Regions from separate parts of the Hordeum vulgare genome. Here regions 1 and 2 are each linked to region 3. The links are chromatin contacts, called in public Hi-C maps. All regions are on one chromosome and are shown on one strand. Each heading gives the region's core, a stretch centred on a gene start, on an enhancer-like site or on the middle of the called end of the contact. The rest is flanking DNA. Distances are from core to core; before and after follow the strand shown. Region 1 holds the start of LOC123448527 (adagio-like protein 3). Region 2 holds the start of LOC123446405. Region 3 holds the start of LOC123448525.

Region 1 (3,508 bases), core at 440-2,939, 490 kb before region 3:
CTAGCTGTGAGGGTGGCAGGGTTGTGGCTGGTGGATGCAGGCATTAGTCTCCCTTGACCAAGGGTTGTGGTGGATGGGCGGCGTGGTGGTCTGTGGATGGCGGCATCCGGCTCCCCCCTCCCTCTTCACATTGCGGGCAAAGGCGACGCTTGAGGGCGTCGTCTCCTCCCTGGAGGCGTTGTCATGGCCATGCCCATCCCCTCTTCTGGCACCGGGGGAAAACCCTAGGCTCGGTTCGCCGGGCCATGTAGCTGCGGCATCTCCGCGCCATCCCCTTCTTGGAGGCGCTATCTAGGTGCTCGGGGTGTCGTCCAGAGGAGCAGCTGGTAGGTTGCCTCGCGTGCCTCGGCGGTGAGGCTTGGGATGCCGGGTTGTCATGTGCGGGTTGCTGTTGTGGGCATGAGCATCTGGGCTACTCCATCATCGACGCCTCATCAGTAACTTCTTCATCGAGTCAGGCTGGCTCCCACTATCCACTTGCAGATCTTCTAGGCACCATGGGTGTAGAGTGCATTGATCTAGTTTAGTTAGTTGTTTTTGTCGTGCTCTGAGGTGTTTGATACCAGGGGGCGCGGCCCGTGTGCTCTGTGTTTGTCCTCTTCGCCATTGTTTGGCTTGAGTTTGGGCAAGGAGGGGCACGGCCTGTGTGCTCCGTGTTTCTCTTCGCCATTGTTTGGCTTGAGTTTGGGCAAAGAGGGTTAGTTGGATGTGGGTGCTCACCTCTCGGGGTAGCACGACGTTGTGTTGTATCATCCGTCTTGGCTCTTCTTCTATGAATATATCATATTCATGCTTGTATATATTCTAGAAAAAAGAAACTATTGAGCCCCTACATACAAGAACCGGCCAATCGAAGTAGATAACCACATTTTACATACCATAAGTGAGTACCTACCGTCTCTTCAGAGACATCCGATAAGCGAGTACCTATCTTTGCACTAGCATTACGACCACAGACGCTGCAAAGGCGAAGTGGTGCAAGGATTTCCCGGGAAAAAAAACGGTGCAAGGACATTCTAATAAATTATAAAAACAAATTGCACGAATACGAATTAGAGTCCTAATTTTACGATGAAAGGGCCGAATTCAAAACTACCTAGTGGCTACCCACACTTGTGAGTTGTGAATATCGAAAGAGATGTCCGCCCTGATAACACCGCGGGAAAAGTAGACGACCACGGCAGAACAGAGAAAAGGTGAGAGCGCTCACCAGTTCCGGCCGAGGACCTCGTGCGCGCGGTACCCCGTAGCGGCCTCGAAGGCGGCGTTGACGTAGATGACGGGGAAGTCCGGCTCCACCGCGTCCGCCACCACGATCGCCGCCGCCCTCTGCTCTCCAGGCTGGCCTGCCATCCCCAGCCCCGGCGCTCCCCAGGCCCACCCACCGGTCCCCTCCTCCTCCTCTTCCCCGTCCACCTCCATCCCCACCTCCTCCTCGTCCTCCTCCATGGCGCACAGCCTCATCCGCTTGACCGTCACGAGGGCGCCGCGATCCACCCCATCAAACATGCCTCGCTCACTCTGTACACGACGCGCTCGTAGGATGGAAATAGAGATGCCGCTGCTGATGCAGAAGAAGGTGGGAGATATTTTCCAGAGCCAAGTAGGAGTACTACTACAGACGAAGGTGGGAGATATTTTGCAGAGCCGAGTAGAAGTAGTAGAGTAGTCTTGTCTTTCTATGCGCGCAGGAGAGAAGGGGCGTGGGGTTGGTTGTTAATTACCGGATTCGCCAGAAAATATCTCGCGCTGGGTTGCTGCAGCAAGCATGCTGGGGGCGGATCAGCGAGTGGGCCAGTGGGCCAGTGGGCCTAATATGGGTCCAACGGTACGGTTGGCCCGCACCAGATGGCACCCAAACGCCGCGCGTTGCGTTTAATTATTAGACATGTATAATGACTAGTTGACTGCCGTGCGTTGCCACGGATCATTCATTTATTTTTCTCATTGCGTACATAAACATGATGTAGTAAAAATACATTATACATAAAAAGATAGCCACATGCCTATTCAAAAAACAATGAAATTCGACTTCGGTTGGAATATATTTCTTCCATGAAATAATGTAATTAAAGGTGTCACACTAATACAAAGTTGTAATATTAACTAAGCTATACACGAAACATATCAATTATATACAAGCTCTGAATCATGAGCTAAGTAAAACAGAAGAAAAATAAATTACTTTGCCAGTGTAGCAAGCCTTAGCAATAATTGTCATCAAGAGTTCAAGACTGTCTTTATTTCCCTACATGAGTTTAAAATCAAAACAAAACATATATAAGAATTCAGGCTCTTGTATCCAGCTTCAACATAAGTCAACAGAAAACAATCAAGGTTCATTGTTACAAGTTGCAGAAACCGAAAATTTAGCTGTACTCATTAAATCATAATCCATAAAACGCTCCATACTGTGAAGATTCTACTTTATTTCGTGAAAGAAATATAGATGCTGGCTTGCACTCACAATAGAAACGTGTCTGTCTTAATGCCCGGCCTTTGTGGCATATTGGTCATACTTCTTTTCATGATGCTCTACATATGAACAACATCAGAATTCGAACTGCATATTCCGAAGTACAGATGCATTGTCAAACCTCAACTCCATCTTCATGGCCTCCGTTAACCAGGAAGCGTCACTTGGGAGAATCATGATATCCTGCACATAATTATTTGAGAATAATCGCATATTATCTCTAACATGCTGTGAGAAATTGCATTCATGCTTGCAAGCAATATTACCTGCATGGTGATCTTGTTTCCAGCGTGAGAACTTGCATTGACTACATTCAGAGAAGGCACATGTAGCACGACGGTCTTGTTTCTGGCAAGATATGCAATGTGCGACAACTACAAGTAGATGGTATAGTTGAGTACATCATCTAATAATTCAACTAATGACTTGGTGCGGTTCAGTCTTAAACACATGCGAATGAAGGGTTAGGTCATCCCTGTCCTACAGGCCCTCAGTTGTCCCTACAGGGCGGTGGCGTAGTAGGAGATCAGTGCGACATTAGCATCCAGGGTGGCGCCGTCGGCTATGATACATGACCAGGTGGAGGTCCTCCTATAGGCCCTTGTCATGAGCGGGCTGGGTGGTAGCTTCCAGGCCGTTGTGTTCTTGGATTCCACGTCCAGGCATCCAGCTCGATGCCTCCATGCAATGGAGAGAGGCGGCATTAGCGGACGAACCAATGGACACGTCGTGAAGGCACCGATGCAGGGAATATGGGGTGTGGAGTGGGCCAGCGACGACGACGGGTGGCGGGCGGCGGCGACCAGCCCTTACCGCCCGAGACGTCCAAGCGGGCTGAAGGAAGCGAGGAAGACAGATGGAGGGATGCTCTCCGTCCCTCCGTAGCTCGGTTTCTCCTGCTATCTCCTCCACGACTGTCACCGCCACCAAGCTCCTCTCCGCCCTATCTCTTTCTCAGGCTAGCGCAAGGAATGAATGGGTACCAACCACTCTCTATCCAGATCGAGCGGGTGGGGGAAAGGGCGTGCGATC
Region 2 (3,558 bases), core at 194-2,693, 280 kb after region 3:
ATCCAAGTTCTTAATATATCCTCTTGGTGATAGAAGTTTTGCATATCTTGTTGCTCCAAAGTAATCAACTGTTCTCTTAGTGGCCGGTTGTCACCTCATTATTTGAGATGGTTTTCATAAGTGCACAACAAGCTTCTTATTTCGTTGTTAATTTCGATCAACTCTGTTCAATTCGTCTTCTAAGATTGCTTATCAAATTCATATAAGTTGTCATTTTTCTTCTCCGTCAAATGATCTAGTTTCTATTCGTTTTTAGGAGCCATTGTGATGTTGCTCCTTCACCCCATCATTTGGTTTTGCCAAGATCATGTTCTTCCCTTGCTTGTCCATTCAACCGGAGTGTTGTGTTCCCTTTTCAAGTTCTTTCCATCTTGTCACGTTTTTCTTCTCTTTCCTACCGAAGTGTTGCCCAAATTTCGTTTGTATTCTTGCTTGTTCCGCATGTCATTCTTCATATATTTGCAACCTTCAAGGGTCATTAGTTTCACTCATTTGTCAAGAAGCAACTAGTTTTTACCTCATCATGTCTTCTTCCACTTCCTCCTTTCATTCTTAGATCTCAGGTCGAGATCTTTCGTTAGTGGAAGAGAGTGGTAAGAGCCAGGAACCGACACTCTAAAACATTCCCTTTTTATTCCATTGTCGTCGTGTGATTTATTTGGTTGTCACATCATTCTCCATAATTTGCATTGCATCGACACTTCATTGTCGCCAATTTTCAAAACTAGCATTTGTTGTTAGTTGCACGTTCCCTCCATGTTTGTTGTCGACCATTTTGAGACCAACCACACACGCACACGCCCGCGACATCGTTAAAATATTGCTCTTAAAAGTGTGTATAAACCTTTCTCGGAATGAGTCGAAAGTTGATGTGTGGTCTTAATATAGTGTAGGTAGACCGCGTGTCAAATTTCATCGGATTCGGAGGTCGTTTGATACCCGACCCATTAAACCTATTGCAACACTATAGCCAGTCCATTGTGAGACGTTTTGATGTTTAAAATCTGATGTCAGGCTGCCCGTCTTCACTCTCATCCCTGCCTATCCTCTTTGCACAATGCACCGAACTGCTCTCAACCTAGTCCGAAAACCTCCTAAAATCAAAGATATCCGGTTGTGACGGTTGGGTCCGGATCAACCCCATAATACCCCAAACTATCGATTTTGCATTAAACTCTTTAACCTATTTATGGTGGTGTTTGTTTCCAGGGACTTTTTGGTGTAGGGACTAAAGAAAGTCCCAAAAAGTCCCATGTGAAACAAACAGGAGGGACTTTTAGGGACTAAAGTGGGGTGTTTGGGTCTATTTGAAGAAGTACCTATGTGAGGGACTTTTTAGGACTTTTTGGCACTTTTTGCAACAATGCCCCTACTTTTAGCATGTAATTTAATAACTACTACTACATTACTAAGGATAACATGGTCTTTTTACATGTCATTTAATGACCTCTAGTCCCTATTTAGTCCCTGGAAACAAACAGGTACGGACTAGGGACTTTTAAGTTGGAACTAAAAAAAAGTCTGAGGACTTCTCAAACAAACAGGCCCTATATGGATCGTTTGATCTAAATCGGAGGTTTCAAAATTGGTGCCTCTAACCTACCTAACTATTTAAGCAAATGAAACCCTAGGATGTGTACCATCCTTAGTTGCATTTCCGCCGCCAGCAAGCCGCGAGTTACCCCCACCTCATGATCCTCCTGGATCTAGCCGATCTGACGACCTCCCGCAATTTCAGCGCCGAGCCAATCCAGCGCCGCAACCTTGATCCAAAATCCCCAATGGCCTCATCCTGATCCACAGCCGCCATGTCGCTCGATCTCCTCGCCCGCGAGCTGCCCCCGGAGTCGTGCCTCCTTCTCCTTTCCCCGGCATGGTCGCGCCCCTCTGGCTCTCCAGCAGCAACCATGGGCCATGGCGCCTGCATGCCCGCCACTCCGACCTTCCGCTGGCCGGCGAGTCGCCGACAAGCAGCAGCACCAGGTACGCCGTGCCACATCCCCAAGCTCCTGCTGTGCCCGCTCCGGACCATCCTCGCTCCAGCGGCTCCCGCTCGTCCCCGCGATGCACCTCGCCATCTCTAGCTCCTCCTGCACTCAAGCAATCCATGCCGGCGAGCTCCATCACACCTCTAGGGTCTGCCTTGTGCGTGCACCACTCCTCCTCCCAATTTCCTTTCCATCTCCCTGTCTCAATCTCTCTCTCTCTTTCATTCTTGTGCAGGAGCCAACCCCTGCTATCGCTACGCCCCGGACGAGACCGACGTTCCCCACTGTCGGCCTCCCTTCGCCTTGCCTAACGCGTGCTTTGCCCGTCGTCATTGCCCCGTCCCCTGCATCGCACGGCCTGGTTAGGCGAGGCCACGAGGAGAAAAATGACAGGATGACTATGACCCATGTAGCTGCTCCGCTCCTCCCGTTCGCTTGATCGCTTGTCCCAGCCGCCAGGCGCACCCTCAATCGTGTGGATCGTGGCCTCACCCAGCAGCAAGCCCAACCCCGCACCGAGCCGCCCCGCTTGCCCCTGCAGCGCCCTCGTGTGGGCCTCGAGTATGTCGGCCCAGCCGCCTCCAGGCAAGCCACCCCGCGGTGCAGCAAGGCCGACCCATCTCCCTCGCCACCTCACCCACTGTGAGCCCCCCCGGTTCAAATTTGTGTTTGCATTAATTTGCATGGTGCCATGTTAAAATAATTTAATTCATAGAAAAATAACCGTGCATTGGACTTAAAAACTTTATACATGAAAAATGCTTGGAATTTTGTGTAGTTTCACAATATACAAATTTCAACCTTGATTAAAATGTTTAAATTTGTGTTTTCATTTAATTTGCCTAAATGGCATGTTAAAAAAATTCATAACTAATTAACCGTAGTATTTAATTTAATTTGCCTAAATGGCATGATCTATATGTAAATTGACTAACATAACGTGTAGAATCATATGGTCCATTTTATTTTATTATTTAATAAATATGAAATATGTTTAGTTTAGATCTGAACCAATTTCAAAAATTAAAATATGGGGTCGTTTCAAAAATATTATAAATTGTTTCCGACCTCATTTAAAATGCCTAGAAAGATAGTTTTTTCATGCTTAACCTCATGTCATGTTTAACAACATTTAATATTGTCGTGTACCTAAACAGGAGCGAACTAAGAATTCAAATATGGAGTTTCATTTTGCATATTGAATTTCACTTAATGTGTAGTATTTGATTGTTGTGATTTGCCATGCCTTGCATAATTGAACCGGACATCCATCATATGTGTTTGTGCATCATGTCATGCGTATGTTGTGGTGTTTATCGTGTGTTGATTGTTGGTTGCCAGATTGTTTCTTATAGAGTTTCAAACCTCTTCAGAGTGCAAGGTTTAGTTTAACTATGTTGGTTCGTCTACTTCATGAATTCATTCTTCTTCCAAGCAGGATCACAGGCAAAATGATCATTTTCCTAGATACCACTATTATCATTGCTATGCTAGTTGTCTCGTTTCTTTCGCTCTCTCTCACTGTCTAACACCTGTTATGTCAAGCATTGTCATGAAAAGCCTTTAACAC
Region 3 (3,942 bases), core at 195-2,694:
TGGTAAGTGACTCCACTCGTTTGGTGGTCGTGGGCGACTTAGTTCGGTCGGCTCGGTTTGTGGATGAGCAGGGCGACTATGAGTTGGGATTGAGACCACTCCGTTCTGGATTAGGTGTATGGGCGACTTAGTGTATTGGATTTGGTGATGCGATGACTATGAAATGTGATGGTAGGCGACTTGTGAGTTCGGTGGTCGTGGGTGTTTTAGTTTAACGCGGTCGGCTGTGTATGTGTGAAAGGGCGAGCGAATATGAATTAAGGTTTAGGTGACTCCATATGTGTATTAGTTGTTTGAGTAACTTAGTGTATGGATTTGGTCGAGTTGGGCATGGGTGCGGCGACTATATAATGGGGTAGTAGGCGACTCCATTCGTGTCATACATTAAAGTTTCCCGTGTGCATATGCAGGTTATATCAAAGGTAACATTGAAGTTTCTCATGCCATACATAAACTAGCAAACTGGAACCAGAACAAAAAATTTCCTCACGTGAACCAACATTCAGTTTCTTTATCTAATGATTTTGTGTATAACTGCCTAACTGACGCGAGTTAAAATGCAAGAGAAAATGGTAAACTTGGCTATCCCCGTATGACGAATAAAATTGCCTATCACAATTCCAGTTGTAACGGGCTAGCTTCTTGCCGCCCGATTCCATTAAGCTGAGTCAAAAAGTTGTCTTACGTATGTTTAGATGTTTTGCAGAACAAAGAAGTTCATATATAGATTTTCAGTCTTACTGCCTATGAAAACAAAGAATAAATTGTCGGTTTAGGCAACTTAACTAGTAGGTTAGGCGATTTAAGACTCCCTCCGGTGTTTGGATGATGCAAAGCTGCTAAAATGTTCAGTATTGCCATTATAGTCATACCGAACTTATCTACAGTTGCCTATCTACCAGCAGTGTTGCACTGCCTATTGTAGTCGTGCTAAAACCTACCAAAAACTGCCTACAGCAAAATTAGAAACAGCTAGATTCGAGCAGCATCAAGCCATTCAAACACTGGCATGTGATAAAAATTCAAAATTCGAACAAAATTTCCGCTAACTTCTAACTACTAGTATAACATCCAAAGGCGCTAACTGCTATGTCCAGTGTTCTATTGCCGATTATAATCTTATACTGAAGCTATCTAAATTGCCTACAAAAATATTCAATGTTGCCTATTGTAATCGTACATCAAGCCATTAAAGGGAGAACCATACCTTACACCCACGCCTGTCGTTCATGAGATTCTCAGTGAAAAATTGATGTGTGTCATATGGGATTTCCCCCCTCCCCCGTCGAGGGGTCGCGCCTATGATATCTAAACTGTAGATTTCCCCCTCCCGAGTAAGGCGACCCAACCTCCCCTCCATGGATGGCTACAAAGCTTGAAAAAAGGGAAGAAAAATCCCCTGCCCTCATTCCGCTTGACTAATTAGAGAAGGTAGAGTGCAGGAACTAACCTTCTCTCGCGGATGTAGCAGTGCGCTCCGCCGTCGTTCGTCGCCTCGCGTCAATGGCGGCACAGGCCTCTTCCTCCCTCTTTTCTCATCATGCGCGAACCGCTCGAATCAGCTGCTGATGTCCCCTCAGCGTGGTGGTTGATATGCCCGTACGAGCCTCTGTCCCAATAGCCGCAGTCGTCAGATCTTCTGGCCGGCGAACCCTTCTCTTCCTGTAGCAGTGCGGATAGAATGGAGGGGCAAGTGGAGACCGTCTCCCTGGCCGGGTCCACCTAACACGTTTCGTTCATCTCGGCCGGGGCGATGAACGGCTGGCGTGCGGCCGCTCGTGAGCAGTCTATCGCGCGTACGCACCGTCCAGCGTTTGGGTTCATTGAAATACGGAATTACACACACGTATACGGTTTGGACACGGACGCATGAAACACAAGAACCAACGTGGCAATATGGGATGATGCATTGAAGTTGTCCTTGTACACCAATTACGTCCAAAACAAACAAACAAAAGAATATGCTACGCATCCGTCGGATGATTTCTAAAAATTATCCGTCACCTAGCTATCCGTCGGATGGCGATCTAACGCCCTGCATCCCCGCCGCATGGTTCTGAAACGACGCTCGAGTTGCGGAAACTTTCGCTTTGTTGCAATAAATAAACTTTGGATCTGTTAATTCCTGAAACAACGGTCGAGTTTCAGAAACAATTTGCTTGTTGCAGAATTTTTTTCTTCGTTTTGCGGGAGAATTTTTTGCAACAAAGGTCATGTTTCAGGAATTTTTTGCAACAAAGGTCAAGTTGCAGAACCACTACCTAGCGAGCAGGGAACTCTTGGCGGCGGGCGGCCGGTGAGCTCTAGGCGGCGGGGCGGCCGGCGAGCTCTTGGCGGCGGGGCGGGGCGGCCGGCGGGGCGAAGGGGCTGCCGGCGGGAGCGGCTGGTAGCAGTGTGCGTTGGGCCGCCAGCGTCGGAGGCGAGCGGCTGGCGTCGCGGGCGGTGGGGGTAGGGAAGGGCCGGCCGACGTCGTGGTGGAGGGACTGCGGCGGGAGCGGCCGACGTCGGGGGCGAGCGGCCGCGTCGTCGCCCTCCCAGATCCGGTAGCCGCCGCCTCCTTGCAGCGAGCGCGAGCGTGCCCAGCTTCAGAACCGTTTCCTGAAACAATGCTTCAGTTTCAGGAAACGGTCTCTGCTCCGTTGGCGCGCGGATACGATCTGGGCTGTCGGTTAAAACAAGATCAATGGCCGAGGAAGCGGTGGATAGATTGTTCGGATCAACCAGCGGGAGGTAAGAATTTTCCAAAGAATATAGTAAAATATGCCAACATATTGTTTCTAAATCAACAGGATGATTCTTCACCGTTTAAGCCGTGTCGCTCGGGTGACGCGTGTCAAACATGGGCCCATGAATTCTTATCCCGTTGTTCCCAACTGTCCAATGCTTATCCCCCGCCTACCCATCCTTCTACCTCGTCTCTTTCTATCCTTGCCCATCATCTTTCCATACCGAGGTAGCAAGCTAGCCATATCTGTGCACGGAGACATCAGAGGTGATGCCCGGCAACGCCTGGCTGCAAGATCCTGCCGCTCGGCCGCAACGATGGTCCAGCAGACGGCGCTGTGGTCGCTCGCCGTGCCGCTAGCATGCTCCTGCCAGGGTGATGCTGGATGCACCCATCATGCTACGAGCAGCGTCCATCCTCGCTGACAAGACCTACTTCGGAGCAACATGGGGGAGGAAGATGAGGTTCCACATGTGCCTGACATATGGTGACCATGAGATCTCGGTACCGACGTCACTGCCGGTGTTGCAATGGAGCTTCGCCGGAGTTGCAACAATCTTACCCGAGCCATCGTTACCGCGTTGGAGCTCCGACGGACTTGCAATGGATATCCGGGGGTTGCAATGAAGCTTCGTCAGAGTTGTCGGTGCTGCGTTTGAGACCCACCGGAGTTGCAATCAAGCTTTGCCGGAGTCATCGATGTTGCGTTGGAGCCTCCGACGGTGTTGCAATGGATTTCCGCCGGACGTTGTCGGTGCTGCCATGAGAGCTACAATGAAGCGTTGCTGAATGCCATCTCTGTTGCGTGGAAGCTGTCGTAGGCTCGATGCTACTGTGGGGTTGGTACGATTGGGCGGTTATCAGCATGTAGATCGGACGGATAGCAAAACGGATGATTTCTTCAATAAATCACCCAGTTGATTTGTAACAACGGTCTTGTCTGGTTGATTGGCTAAAAACATATACGGACCGGTGTAATCAAAATTAGCCTAATAGTCTCGATGTAGGTGGAAGGACCGTGTAGATGACCAAAATTACTTACGGGGAAAATCATCGTGCGGGGTGAAACCAAAAATACTACCTTACTTTATTAATAGATATAAATATAGATTTTACTAAATAAAATGACTTATTTTGCGCATTTTCCCAAATAACTTATTTTGACCACACGTTCACGTCTTCTAAATACACACCAAAATCGGTCGCCTTGCCAACGT

Evidence for each region. Hi-C and Micro-C count contacts between places; a contact is called where the count stands out from the background.
Region 1: a contact with region 3 is called in a Hi-C map of leaf, with 2.6 times the contacts expected there. The contact joins the promoter of LOC123448527 here to the promoter of LOC123448525 in region 3. A contact is called at or near these places in 3 of 6 Hi-C or Micro-C datasets (leaf and seedling) and 1 of 1 datasets of contacts at active chromatin or transcription factors (embryo).
Region 2: a contact with region 3 is called in a Hi-C map of seedling, with 4 times the contacts expected there. The contact joins the promoter of LOC123446405 here to the promoter of LOC123448525 in region 3. A contact is called at or near these places in 2 of 6 Hi-C or Micro-C datasets (leaf and seedling) and 1 of 1 datasets of contacts at active chromatin or transcription factors (embryo).

Annotation. Positions count from the first base shown.
Region 1 is chr4H:295,516,714-295,520,221 of MorexV3_pseudomolecules_assembly, reverse strand. It overlaps LOC123448527 (adagio-like protein 3), which reads right to left and starts at 1,689. Exons shown (of 2, transcript XM_045125450.1): 1 at 1,211-1,689. The coding sequence starts at 1,509.
Region 2 is chr4H:294,747,567-294,751,124 of MorexV3_pseudomolecules_assembly, reverse strand. LOC123446405 reads left to right here and starts at 1,443. Exons shown (of 2, transcript XM_045123025.1): 1 at 1,443-1,983; 2 at 2,224-2,702. The coding sequence starts at 1,809. The coding sequence ends at 2,354.
Region 3 is chr4H:295,028,939-295,032,880 of MorexV3_pseudomolecules_assembly, reverse strand. LOC123448525 reads right to left here and starts at 1,444. Exons shown (of 3, transcript XM_045125449.1): 1 at 1,208-1,444. The coding sequence starts at 1,360.